4 separate regions of the Mus musculus genome follow, and regions 2, 3 and 4 are each linked to region 1. The links are chromatin contacts, called in public promoter capture Hi-C maps. All regions are on one chromosome and are shown on one strand. Each heading gives the region's core, a stretch centred on a gene start, on an enhancer-like site or on the middle of the called end of the contact. The rest is flanking DNA. Distances are from core to core; before and after follow the strand shown.

Evidence for each region. Promoter capture Hi-C pulls out the DNA fragments that hold promoters and counts their contacts.
Region 2: a promoter capture Hi-C map of embryonic stem cells shows a contact between it and region 1. The contact joins the promoter of Snx10 here to the enhancer-like site in region 1. A contact is called at or near these places in 10 of 39 promoter capture datasets (the 3T3-L1 cell line, 3T3-L1-derived adipocytes, the HPC-7 cell line and 7 more), 3 of 484 Hi-C or Micro-C datasets (embryonic stem cells and erythroid progenitors), 3 of 115 datasets of contacts at active chromatin or transcription factors (bone marrow-derived macrophages, embryonic stem cells and neural tube) and 1 of 9 other capture datasets (pancreatic islet).
Region 3: a promoter capture Hi-C map of the HPC-7 cell line shows a contact between it and region 1. The contact joins two enhancer-like sites. A contact is called at or near these places in 7 of 39 promoter capture datasets (the 3T3-L1 cell line, the HPC-7 cell line, hippocampal neurons and 3 more), 18 of 484 Hi-C or Micro-C datasets (the 3T3-L1 cell line, 3T3-L1-derived adipocytes, the Ba/F3 cell line and 13 more), 13 of 115 datasets of contacts at active chromatin or transcription factors (bone marrow-derived macrophages, craniofacial prominence, embryonic basal ganglia and 10 more) and 3 of 9 other capture datasets (adipose tissue, embryonic stem cells and liver).
Region 4: a contact with region 1 is called in a promoter capture Hi-C map of the HPC-7 cell line. The contact joins two enhancer-like sites. A contact is called at or near these places in 10 of 39 promoter capture datasets (the 3T3-L1 cell line, 3T3-L1-derived adipocytes, the C10 cell line and 5 more), 1 of 15 datasets of contacts at CTCF or cohesin (the NIH/3T3 cell line), 35 of 484 Hi-C or Micro-C datasets (2-cell-like embryonic stem cells, the C10 cell line, CD4 single positive thymocytes and 26 more), 17 of 115 datasets of contacts at active chromatin or transcription factors (the HPC-7 cell line, acute myeloid leukemia, cardiomyocytes and 12 more) and 4 of 9 other capture datasets (adipose tissue, embryonic trunk, liver and 1 more).

What each region holds. Positions count from the first base shown.
Region 1 is chr6:51,879,928-51,882,627 of GRCm38.p6, forward strand. All of the region lies in intron 9 of Skap2 (src family associated phosphoprotein 2), which reads right to left. Among named protein-coding and RNA genes, the nearest start is that of Skap2, 130 kb to the right of the region's middle. Within about 2 kb of position 1,439, at least 92 of the 459 cell types and tissues checked have an H3K27ac peak or open chromatin away from gene starts, as enhancers often do. A contact at or near this core is called in the Ba/F3 cell line, the HPC-7 cell line, bone marrow-derived macrophages and 3 more, where this site is marked.
Region 2 is chr6:51,522,538-51,525,237 of GRCm38.p6, forward strand. Snx10 (sorting nexin 10) reads left to right here and starts at 1,366. Exons shown (of 7, transcript NM_001127349.1): 1 at 1,366-1,497.
Region 3 is chr6:51,382,932-51,385,631 of GRCm38.p6, forward strand. The region is part of intron 1 of Gm6559 (predicted gene 6559); the gene reads left to right. Among named protein-coding and RNA genes, the nearest start is that of Gm6559, 4.6 kb to the left of the region's middle. Within about 2 kb of position 1,255, at least 50 of the 459 cell types and tissues checked have an H3K27ac peak or open chromatin away from gene starts, as enhancers often do. A contact at or near this core is called in the Ba/F3 cell line, the HPC-7 cell line and bone marrow-derived macrophages, where this site is marked.
Region 4 is chr6:51,587,999-51,590,698 of GRCm38.p6, forward strand. Snx10 (sorting nexin 10) reads left to right here. Exons shown (of 7, transcript NM_001127349.1): 6 at 218-430; 7 at 883-2,672. The coding sequence ends at 964. Among named protein-coding and RNA genes, the nearest start is that of Snx10, 65 kb to the left of the region's middle. Within about 2 kb of position 1,348, at least 6 of the 459 cell types and tissues checked have an H3K27ac peak or open chromatin away from gene starts, as enhancers often do. A contact at or near this core is called in the HPC-7 cell line and bone marrow-derived macrophages, where this site is marked.

The DNA of each region.
Region 1 (2,700 bases), core at 189-2,688:
AAGTCTACAGCACTTAATAATTATCTTTAAGAGCACAAAACACCCAAGATTCATATTCCTTTGTTAATAACCAAACAACATCCTCACCAAGGCTTACGTTGACCTGATACAATATAAGATATACCCTACTGTGTTGCACATTTGTTTTAAATGTACAGAGAAACTTGTCTGGAGCAATCTTAAATCCAGGACAGCCCTTAGACCTAGTAAAGTAACAGCCAACTTTATACAGATATGCTATATTATACTGAATAGCAGGAGTACTACAATACATGGTTCCTAAAACATCAAGACAGCACAGAAAACAGCGTCTGACATAAAATGCAGATGACCTGTAAGTCATCAAACCCCAGCCATGCTCGCTGGTTTCCTCACTTAGTCCTCTCACAAGAGGCTGCTAGATAGTCCTAACACTTAAAGGTCATTTCCCCAAATTCTACTGTGGATCTCCTATGTGTCACATATCGCAGAAGGAAAGGCTTTATAGATGAATGATTATAAATCCTCATTCTATAGATAAGTAAATTGAGATGCATAGGTGGCAAACTTCCAAAGCATGCGATTTAAAGTTGAGGCTGTGGGTATGAACCCATGTTCTTTATCCTCTCCGCAGTCAGTGCTTTGCTCAGACTTTGCTCCCACACACTCTAAGCACATCCCCTTCCCAGGATAGGGAATAAAATAGCAAGAAATTGTTTTAAACTATGTCATTCTTTTCTACTAAAAGCAGATGTATTACACTATCACTTTCCCTACTTAAGGATTTATACAAAACTGAAAAATATTTAATGTAGGATATAAAAACAAATGGCATACCAAAGAAAAACTAAAAGAAAAAATATACTAGCTCAAGAATAATCTCCAATGTGTATGTAAGATACACATAGGTAGCTAGTATGGCTAAGAAATCAATCAACCAGTCAACCAGTCTCCATTGAGGATCACCCACGTGTGAGGGGGAGGACTTGCCAAGGAGGCAAAGGGAACAGGGAGGTTCTGCCCTGAGGAAGCTGGCAGCCTGCTGGGGCGGAGACCTGAGGGCAAGGAGTTAACAAGGGACACCTCTGATGGGTGGGGCAAAGCACTCAAGTAGTGCAGAGGGAGAACCTGGGATCCCATGGAAGACCTGTAGGACGCAAAGCAGCGCTTTCCAGATCCCAGCTTAAAGTACAGGCACAGCCACGTTCACTGGACAAAGTAGCACGCCATTCTAGCAATGTGAGAAATGGAGGCCAGTTTAAGTCCCATAAACATCGTGTTATAGCTGCAGACTCCAGTCTGGTGGGCAGTAAGAGCCTTACAAGGTTTCTGAGCAGACAGGGCAGGACTGAAATTGCTTTAGAAATGGTCATTAGATCCCATTGTCTCAGCCGGCCTGGATAAGGGGCGTGGAGAGTCTAGATAAAGAGGAAGGAAGTCCTGAACTGCAGGGGCAAAGGAAACAGGAAGGAGATGGCGTGAGAGGTGCAGGAACCAGAGTCGATAAGCATGTGCCTGCCTTCCTAGACGTTTTAAGACTCAGGTTTTGAGACTAGTGGACAAATGGACATATCATCACTGAGAGGCTGGCCCAGATAATCTGTGTTGTTGGGGGAACACAGACTTGTTTTTGCAAGTGGACAGGGTTAATATCAGAGAAAAGGGCAACTGTAACATATTAGAAAAGTGTCCTGTATGTTTTAACCGGCAATTAATCAACACCAGGATTTGAAGTAAGCTTCAGGGTTCCTGTGCTTAGAAGTCAAATGTAAGTGGTTTGAGTTTATATAATTCAACTCCGACAAAATAATAAAAGCTTCAAAATAAGGAGCAGCTGGAACAATTTGTCCTCATGCACATTGCCGAGTTAACCTCAGTAATTTAATACGGGATAGTTTTTAACAACCGTCATCTCACTTTGGCCAAATCTCAAGGACTACTTATCACAAGCGGGTTGTTTATGGGGAATTCTCCCATAAACTCTAAAGGAGAATTTATAGTTAATCCCACCTACGCTGTTTTCACAGACACAGCATTTACTCTTTAAGGAGAAGACAGAGCTTGCCTTGCCTTGCTCTCTCTTTCTCTGCACCCACTCTCTCCAGCCTGTTCAGATACTAAATCCAGTATTAGGGGGTGAAAACCATGGGGTGCTTGTCCTTACCATAGGAAAGCCACATCTAGGTACTAAGTGCTAGTTTTGGCTTTTAAGAAAAAAATTGGGATTTAGAGTCACCATCTAATGTTAGCACCAAAATTTTATAAAAAATAATTGTAATAACTAAATGGAAAATGTTCTTGGCAAAGTTAACAATAAATTTTGAAGAATTTATTACCACAGGTTTATTTTTAGTTCATTAAAATGTGTCTATGGTATATGCTAAGGATTGTACTGGTGTGGGAAAACTTTGCCTCTATGAAATGTATTATTAGATCATCAGAAAAATGACAAAATGTTGGAGCACCAATCTTCACGGCAAAGCATGCAAACCAAAGCCTTTGTGAGGTGGCCTCGTAACAGTGTGGAGCGTGGCTGCCTCTGCGGCGCTGTCTGTCTGCATTTCAAAACTATACTGACATTTTAGGTGAAAACCTTACGCAACCCATCCGTCAAGTGTCCAAGTAACAGTTCATTCTTCTCGGCCTAACAATACAAACAGCGTCCGCAGAAGAGACAAACCCAAGTTGTGTTTGTTTTTAATTTTAGAGGCTAATATTCAC
Region 2 (2,700 bases), core at 116-2,615, 360 kb before region 1:
TAAATGTTGTAAATCTTAAATGCATTGTCAAACACTGGGCAGAGTGTGCACACCTTTAATCCCAGCACTTGGGAGGCAGAGGCAGGCGGATCTCTGTGAGTTCGAAACCATCCTGGTCTACATAGAGTTCCAGGACAGCTATATATATTAAGACCATGTCTTAAATAAACACAAAACCAAACAAACAAAAACAAAATATAACAAATTCTATTGTCCTCCAATACTGTATACTAACATATTGTAGTTTAAAACCAGCTATTGAGTACTTAAAGTATAAAGTAAATGACTATTCCATTAGGGTGAATTTTTGTAGACATTACTTGAACATAGGTTTGAAATGTGCCCAGATTGCTTAAAACAATACATTAAGATCCTAGGCTTAAGCTGTATAAATATCACATATTCAATTCTCAATCTCCAGGGCTAAATGCTCTCATAGTAAAGTTTTTGTACTTTTTTTTTTTTTGGTTTTTCAAGACAGGGTTTCTCTGTGTATTCTTGGCTGTCCTGGAACTCACTTTGTAGACCAGGCTGGCCTTAAACTCAAAAATCTGTGAGTTCCAAGACAGCCAGGGGTATAAGGAGAAACGCTGTCTCGAAAAACAAACAAACATACAAAAAGCAAAACAAACGATGGTTGCATGTATTATAGTTTGGGTGCAATTTTAGGTCATTAAATACCAATGATGCAAAAAAAAAAAAAAAAAAAAAACAATGATGCAGCACTCAGAGATACGAGTCTAAGATAAGACATTGCATTTTGGCAAGTTTTGTTCAGGAGGTCAGTGTAGCTATGGAATATAGTCATGGACAACTTTTCTAGGAGGATGCTGGATGGTCCAAGATTCGCTGAGTCTTTCTTTTTTGTCCTTAGATTTATTTATTTTATTTTATGACTGTTTTGGCTTCCTGGATGTATGTGCACCACGTGAGTGCTAGGGCAGAAGAGGGTGGTGACTGGAGTTAAAGGCAGTTGTGAGCTACTGTATGGATGCTGGGAGCCAGGTCCTTTGCAAGGGCAAAAAGTGCTCTCAGCCTTGAGCCATGCACACAGGTGGGTGAGAGCCAGCTCAGATGATCTATAGGAACCGGACATATCTTTGGCAGACTCTCATAGCTTTCTCCTCATCGTACATGAAAACACATTTTTTAAAAAGTTACGGAGATATTAAAAATATTGTTATAGCAAACAGTATATGCCCTCCATCGAGATCCTGCTAACATCTAGTCATGCTTGTTTGTTATTGGCTTCTCTCATCTTGATTCCTCACTGCTGGGTAGGGAGAAAGACCCGCTAGCTAGGTGGCCTTTCCTACGTTAAGGCTGGCAGTGGCGGGTGGGGGTGGGGGGCGGCGGCGGGCGCGCAGGGCGGGGCGGGGCGCTGCGTGCGCTGGACGCGGGGCTGCGCTCCTCGGGTTCGCTCTTAGGCGCTCGTCGCCGCCGCGCCTTGAGTCAGCAAACTCCGCCGTGCTCCGGGCCGGGCGTTCAGAACCGCGTGTGAGTAAACTGAGCCTTAGGGAGGGAGTCGGGTGGCGGGCGCCGCGCCTGCCCCGGCACCTGCTCAGCTCGGCTGGGGACGCCGGGGCTGCTGGAGCGAGCAGGTTCTCTCCCCGACCCCCACTTCTTTCCGAATACAAGGCCAGGCACCTTTGAGTTTAGAGGCTGGGAGGGCCAGGGGAGGTTTTTTTTTTTTTTTTTTCTCTTTCATGGGATTGTGGGATTGATGGAAAAGGCCGCGGAGGAAACCCACGCTGATGAGCTGATGATCGGGTTTGCTGAGATTGGGAAGCAACAGCCTGTTTTATCGGTTCTGGACACATCACACTCCTTTGCTAAAATTACAAGTATTGTTAAGGGGATGGTCACGGGATGTCTGCTTCCGCAAAGCACAGGCGCGTGGAGAGCGATGGATCAGAAATTGAGAACACTGATCTCAATTTTCGTGATCTCCATCAACCCTTTTAGTTTGCGACAGGGGAAACCAAGGTCTGCAAGGGTGGAGCAGCATGCACCCGGTGGGAGGGGTGTGTGAAAATCCCTCTCGTCCGGGGAGTGGGCTTGTGGGAGTGGCCGGAAGTGGGCTGGGGGTATTATGGAACTCCTTCAACCAGTGGCCAATCGGGGGGGGGGGGGGAGGGGGGCTTTTCTGGAGGAGGAGAAGGAGGAGGTTAAGTATCCTGGCAACAATCAAGCGTGACTTCGCTTGATTCCTGTCGCTAAGGCAAGGATACAACGGGACAGTCATTCGGGTTGCACCCAACCTCTCCGTGTCTTCCTCCCTTCTGATCCTGGGAATAGGCCCATGGTCTTGAGCATGTCATTAGCAAGCATTTTACCACTGCGCTGCACCCCAGCTCCCGTTTATTTTTAAAGGAGTGGTTGACTGACAGACTGTTTTGAATAGCGATATAAGTGTAGATATATTTAGAAGTGACTGTGTGGAGATGTTCAAGACCTCATTAGCAGTTTCCTCAAGTTATCCAGACCATCCATCCCGGGTTCTGTCAGTGCATTCTTAGCTACAGACACGGGCCTGACTGGCACTGCCCTAAAGAAGGTGTGCCCATGGTGGTGGTGGGGTGGGGTTGCAGCCTTCTGGCCTGCGTGCTTCTTTCTCCACTGCTCTGAACTGTTACCCACTTCCTTTACTTCACTGATGGGAAGACCTTCCGAGTTTGGGGTCTTGAAATAAGCGCCATC
Region 3 (2,700 bases), core at 5-2,504, 500 kb before region 1:
TCAAGGTCGGGGGGTGGGAAAGTGGGTGCTCCGTGGGTAAAGTGTCTGCCAGGGAGGAATTGAATCCAAACCCCAGAAGCCACCTGAAGCTCAGAGCAGTAGCACTCATCTGTGGCAGGAGGGGAAGCCAAGAATCAATCAGCCAGTCCAGCTCACCCAACAGAAGCCAGCAAAGAGACCCTCTGTGGAACAAGAAGAATGTAAGGACCAGCATCAATTTCCATCTGTCCTTCAACCTCCACTTGCTGTAAGCATGCTCTCTCTCTCTCTCTCTCTCTCTCTCTCCCTCTCTCTCTCTGTTTCTCTCGCTTGTGCTCTCTCTCTCTCTCTCTCTCTCTCTCTCTCATACACACACACACACACACACACACACACACACACACACACACACACAGAGTTCAAGGTTATCCTTGGCAATGCAGCAGAGGAATCACCTGGGTGCTTATCACGCATCCAGGTTCCTGAGTCCTAACTCCAGAAATTCTGATTCAATTGGGGAAGGGAAAAGAGGGTGGCAGAGTTCACAACCCAACCCGACTTGGAAACCACTTGGGAGAGGGAGTGTTTCATACCCACCATAGCAGGAGCTCAGGAGGTTTCCCTCTGTCAGCAAGCTTGAGTAACAAAAACACATGAGGCTGGGAACGTGCTAGGGACATATCAGGTAAGATTAGGATTTAAATATATCCTGGGCCTCTCCTTAAGGATCATATATGTAAGTCACAGTGTGTGTGCATATATAGAACGTGCAGGTGTAATTTAATTAAAGGCAGGGCAATCAAAGAGAAAGATTCGCACGTTCTTCCTTCCTAGGCCACTTAAGGAGTGAGGTTGCAACGAAAGTCTCTCTTTTTTTCTAAGACATTATGAAAGGGGGTTAGTGTGAACAGGGTCAGGGATCGGTAGAGACATTTTCCCTACAGAGTGGAAGGAGAGAAGCTGGCAGTCACAGAGAAGCTGGTGAAGCTCCAGGTCAGGACAAGCAGCTCACACATGCCCGCCCACCTGCTGTGAACCAGACCTGAGAGAGCACCAGCACCTGCCTGGCTACCGTGTGCCTAATCCCAGAGTTGACTCGAACAAATAACATTCATAGTCTATGATTAGACAACAGCTTTTCCAAATAGAAGCCAGTACACAGTGAGACAGGAAAAAAAAAAAAAAAAAAAAAACCCTCAGCAATCTGTCTGAAAAGTAATTCTGCGATCGATCAGCAGGTGTCGCTGTTTTGCCTACGTGAACAGGGCTCTTTGTTCTTGGCCAAGTTGCTCCGACGCTCCGCGTGCAGTTAAAGACGACCAACCCGCTCTCAAGCTTGTCCCCGAGGGACTTTAATTTGGTCCGAGACAAAGAAATTCCTTCCTCAATTTTTTAAGTGGAGAAATATAGTGAAATTATGCCCGTATTCCCTAAAAAAAAAAAAAAAAAAAAACTGTATTGACATGTCATATTGTAATTTCCAGGGAACCATATAAAACCAAGCTCACACTGGTAGCTGCAGGGGCTGAGATGAGGAAGTTGAGTTTTCGTTTTATAAGATAAAAAGAGTTGGCTCCAGCCGCATATGTAGCAGAGGATGGCCTTGTCGGTCATCAATAGGAGGAGAAGCCGTTGGTCCTGTGAAGGTTCTATGCCCCAATACAAGGGAATGCCAGGGCCAGGAAGCGGGAGGGGGTGGGCTGGTGAGCAGGGAGACGGGGGAGGGGATAGCAGGTTCTCAGAGGGGAAACCAGGAATGGGAATAACATTTGAAACGTAAATAAAGAATATATCTAGTAAAAAGATCAGGAAAAAAATATAAAAAGAGTTATTGGTATTGAACGTGGGGTGCCTTTAACACCACTAAACTGTGCACTAAAATGGTTAAAATGATAAATTTTATGGTATCTGCATTTTAAAGAGTTGGTTGTGAGAGCCTAGCTTTTGGGTTTGTTTGTGTTTGGTTTTGGTTTTGTTTGTTTGTTTGTTTTTTTTTTTCAAGACAGGGTTTCTCTGTGTAGCCCTGGCTATCCTGGAACTCACTCTGTAGACCAGGCTGGCCTCGAACTCAGAAATTTGCCTGCCTCTGCCTCCCGAGTGCTGGGATTAAAGGGGTACGCCACCACGCCCGGCTGAGAGCCTAGCTTTTAATGGCTATACCATCTCTCTAGTCCATGTTATGTATTTTTTATCACAATAAAACATTCGAATAAAATGAACAGAACAGAACAAAGCAAAACCAACGCTAAGCCTATCTCTAACCCTCCTTGTAAGTCACGTTCATGAATTGGCAACATGAGCCTAGAAAGCAGATGAATTCCAGAGATGAAGTCTGCCATCTGGTGCACAGGATGAATGGACCCCTTCTGTGAAGAACTCAGAAAGCCCGTCCTGAGCAGAGGTCAAACGTCTCCTTCTGGAAGTCCTAGGGGTGGGAAAGATACCGAAGACAGCATTTAAGCTTGTGATGGACTGAGCTTACATTTAAAGAACCCACTGTGTGAAACAGAGATCCTGGCCTTTCCCGTCATATCTGCTCCTCTAGAACTCCAAACTTAAAAATCCAGAAAAGAGTCAGTACTATTTGCTGAGCCGCCCCACCCCATATGATAATATATGTTTATTTAGACCCAGTTTTCAGCATATCCATATGGGCCTAGGGAAATGGCATTCCTTACACCCAAGTAGGTCCAAGCTTGCTGGGACATTACTTCATTAGCT
Region 4 (2,700 bases), core at 98-2,597, 290 kb before region 1:
TTTTTTCTCACCTAAGATTCCAAATAATTGAGTAAAAGTTAACATGTGATTTCATGCCGTTAGCGGGCAGAGCCCAGCATCGGGGCGAAGTTCCCTAAAGAGATCAGTAGTACAGTTTGTAAGGGCTGCCTGCCTTCTACTGATCTCGGCCCATGCCTGATCACCAGTTATTTTTCCTTTTCTTTTTTTTCCTTTTTTTTTTTTTTTTTTTGCACAGAGTCCTGCAGAATGCACTCTTGCTTTCCGATAGCAGCCTCCACCTCTTCCTGCAGAGCCATCTGAACTCCGAGGACATTGAAGCATGTGTTTCTGGGCAGACCAAGTACTCGGTGGAAGAAGCCATTCACAAGTTTGCTTTAATGAATAGACGGTTTCCCGAAGAAGAAGAAGAAGGGAAGAAAGACGCCGACGTAGAGTATGATTCAGAAAGGTATTCCTTTTCGCTCTGATTTAGCAGGCACATTTATATAACACATAATGTCCGTGTGCGGGCACATATATATACAGACACATTTTGCTTTTTGTTGATGTAATAGTAAGATAATGAAAAAATTAATTGACTGAGATTTTATTGAGCTGTGACAGCTCATCATAGTGGTCTTCACACACACCTCCACACTGAATTAATGAATGCAGCAGAAATTCAATTATCTGCATTCTGATTATGTGACTTTCATTTAGTCAGACTTGAATTATTCGCGTTTAAATTATCTAGCTAAAAAAATATCCAACTGCACTCCAAATGGCTAATTAAAAGTCCAAATTTCCTGTCTCTCTTTGTGACTGGAGATAATTAAAGTTCCCCTCTGTTACTCAGGCTTTGAGTGTGTTGTGAAAACCAATTTCCTCTTTTTATTATTTTCCCCCTCTCTTCTTTTCCAGTTCATCCTCTGGGCTTGGACACAGTAGTGATGACAGCAGTTCTCATGGATGTAAAACGAGCCCAGCTCTGCAGGAGTCCTGAGAAGGAATTCTGGGGCTACCACCTTAGGAACGAAATTGTGCCCAGCCAGAAAGAATGCTGGCTCATAATAGATTCTTACCCAATGCCACTGTCAGTATCCCAGGTAGTGAAATTCTTAAAGTGGTGGGGTATTAGTACTAGTAGTTTTATGTTGTCTAATTCTAGCCAAGCTTCTGTGTGAAGCTATAAGGTCTGTGAATGCCATACGGCCCTTTATTGCCATCCTATACTTGTAAATACGATCCTGCTCTCAAGTGAAATGAGTTATATGAGATATATATATATATATTTGGTCTTAACTGGATTTTAAAGAGTTTGGCGTATTAGTAGCATTTAAAGCCAGATAGGGCACCCTTGCTGTGTCAATGAGGAAGTTACTGTAAACACAGTGTTCGACTGAAGCTAGAGTGCAGAGTCGCAGCACTGCTGACTGCCTGCCTCTCTGACATGTGGCTCTTGTTTCGTGGGGACTTTTCCTCTGGAAAATACTTTGCCTTCAGGTATTTGATTGAAATATTTAAGAGTATTTAAGCTTTCCAGTATCCTGTATCATGTGTAAATGGAAAATATGTCTTACAAATAGAGATGCACTAAAACAACAAAAACAACAACAAAACAAACGTTTACATCCTAGGAGGGAAAAAAAACAAAAGTCTTTGTAATTTTGCTTAAATTTGCCAGACACAGATTTAGAAATACATTCTCACTGTCCAAAATCAGCTTAAACACTGGCTCTGGCGATGAGTCATTGTGCAATTAGAATCATATCTTATGATTTATTTTCTGTCATTAAAAAAATGTACATTAAAAAAAAAAGTCACCAGGTAGCTTCCATGAGGAATAGCTCCTCACGGTTCATTTTTTCAGTTAGAAGAAGGTTTTTATGAGTTAATTTTACCCATAAATATTTCAGTAATTTTGGAGTGGAAGTTGGGTTGCTAACATCAGAGCTCATGTTCATGTTTTAGAAGCCCTTTCTTTCTAGGTGTCTCTCAAAAGACTGGCTTAATTGGAATAAAATAGCTTTTTTTTTTTAAGTGTCCCAAAGATAAGATATCTTGGGGTCCACCATGAGCTTCCAGTTTCAGCCGAGGCAGCAGTTTTCCTGGGATAATTAGCCAAGGGTTCCCCAGAGTCTTCCTAGGTATCTCTGGGAACCAGCAGAAGGAATTTTCACCTAAGAGGGATAACTTGTTGCTTCCAATGAATGGCTCCCACTCTCGTGGGTGCAAAAGCGGCAGCAAAAAGCAGCCATTTACTTGGGTACTTAAGAGTTATTGTATTAATAAAAAGTTATTGACTTGTCCTTTGAGAGCCTTCTTACAGAGAATTGGTTAAAAAAACCAAACATTCAATTTGGAATAAGAATGATTTTTTAAAGTTCTGTCTGAAACATTATCAAACTTGTGTAAATATTTTGATTTATGTCTTAGATCCTGTTAACCGTGTCCTCTAATTGTCTTTATTTTAATGCCAAAAGGAAGTGATTATGCAGCTGTGTGTAGAGTTTCAGAGCAAGTTCCTCAGCAGTGTAGATGAATTCACATCATTTATGTTTTAACGGCGTTTTTTTGGAAAGCATAAATTGTGACATCAGTTATCATGCTACTTCTTGGTGACATAATATAACCTTTGAAGTTAATATGAAGTGATGTTTGCTCCATAAACTCCACAGTCACTGTTTTCACATTAAACATGAAAGCAAAGCAAAACAAAACTTTGTTCGATTTCTTACT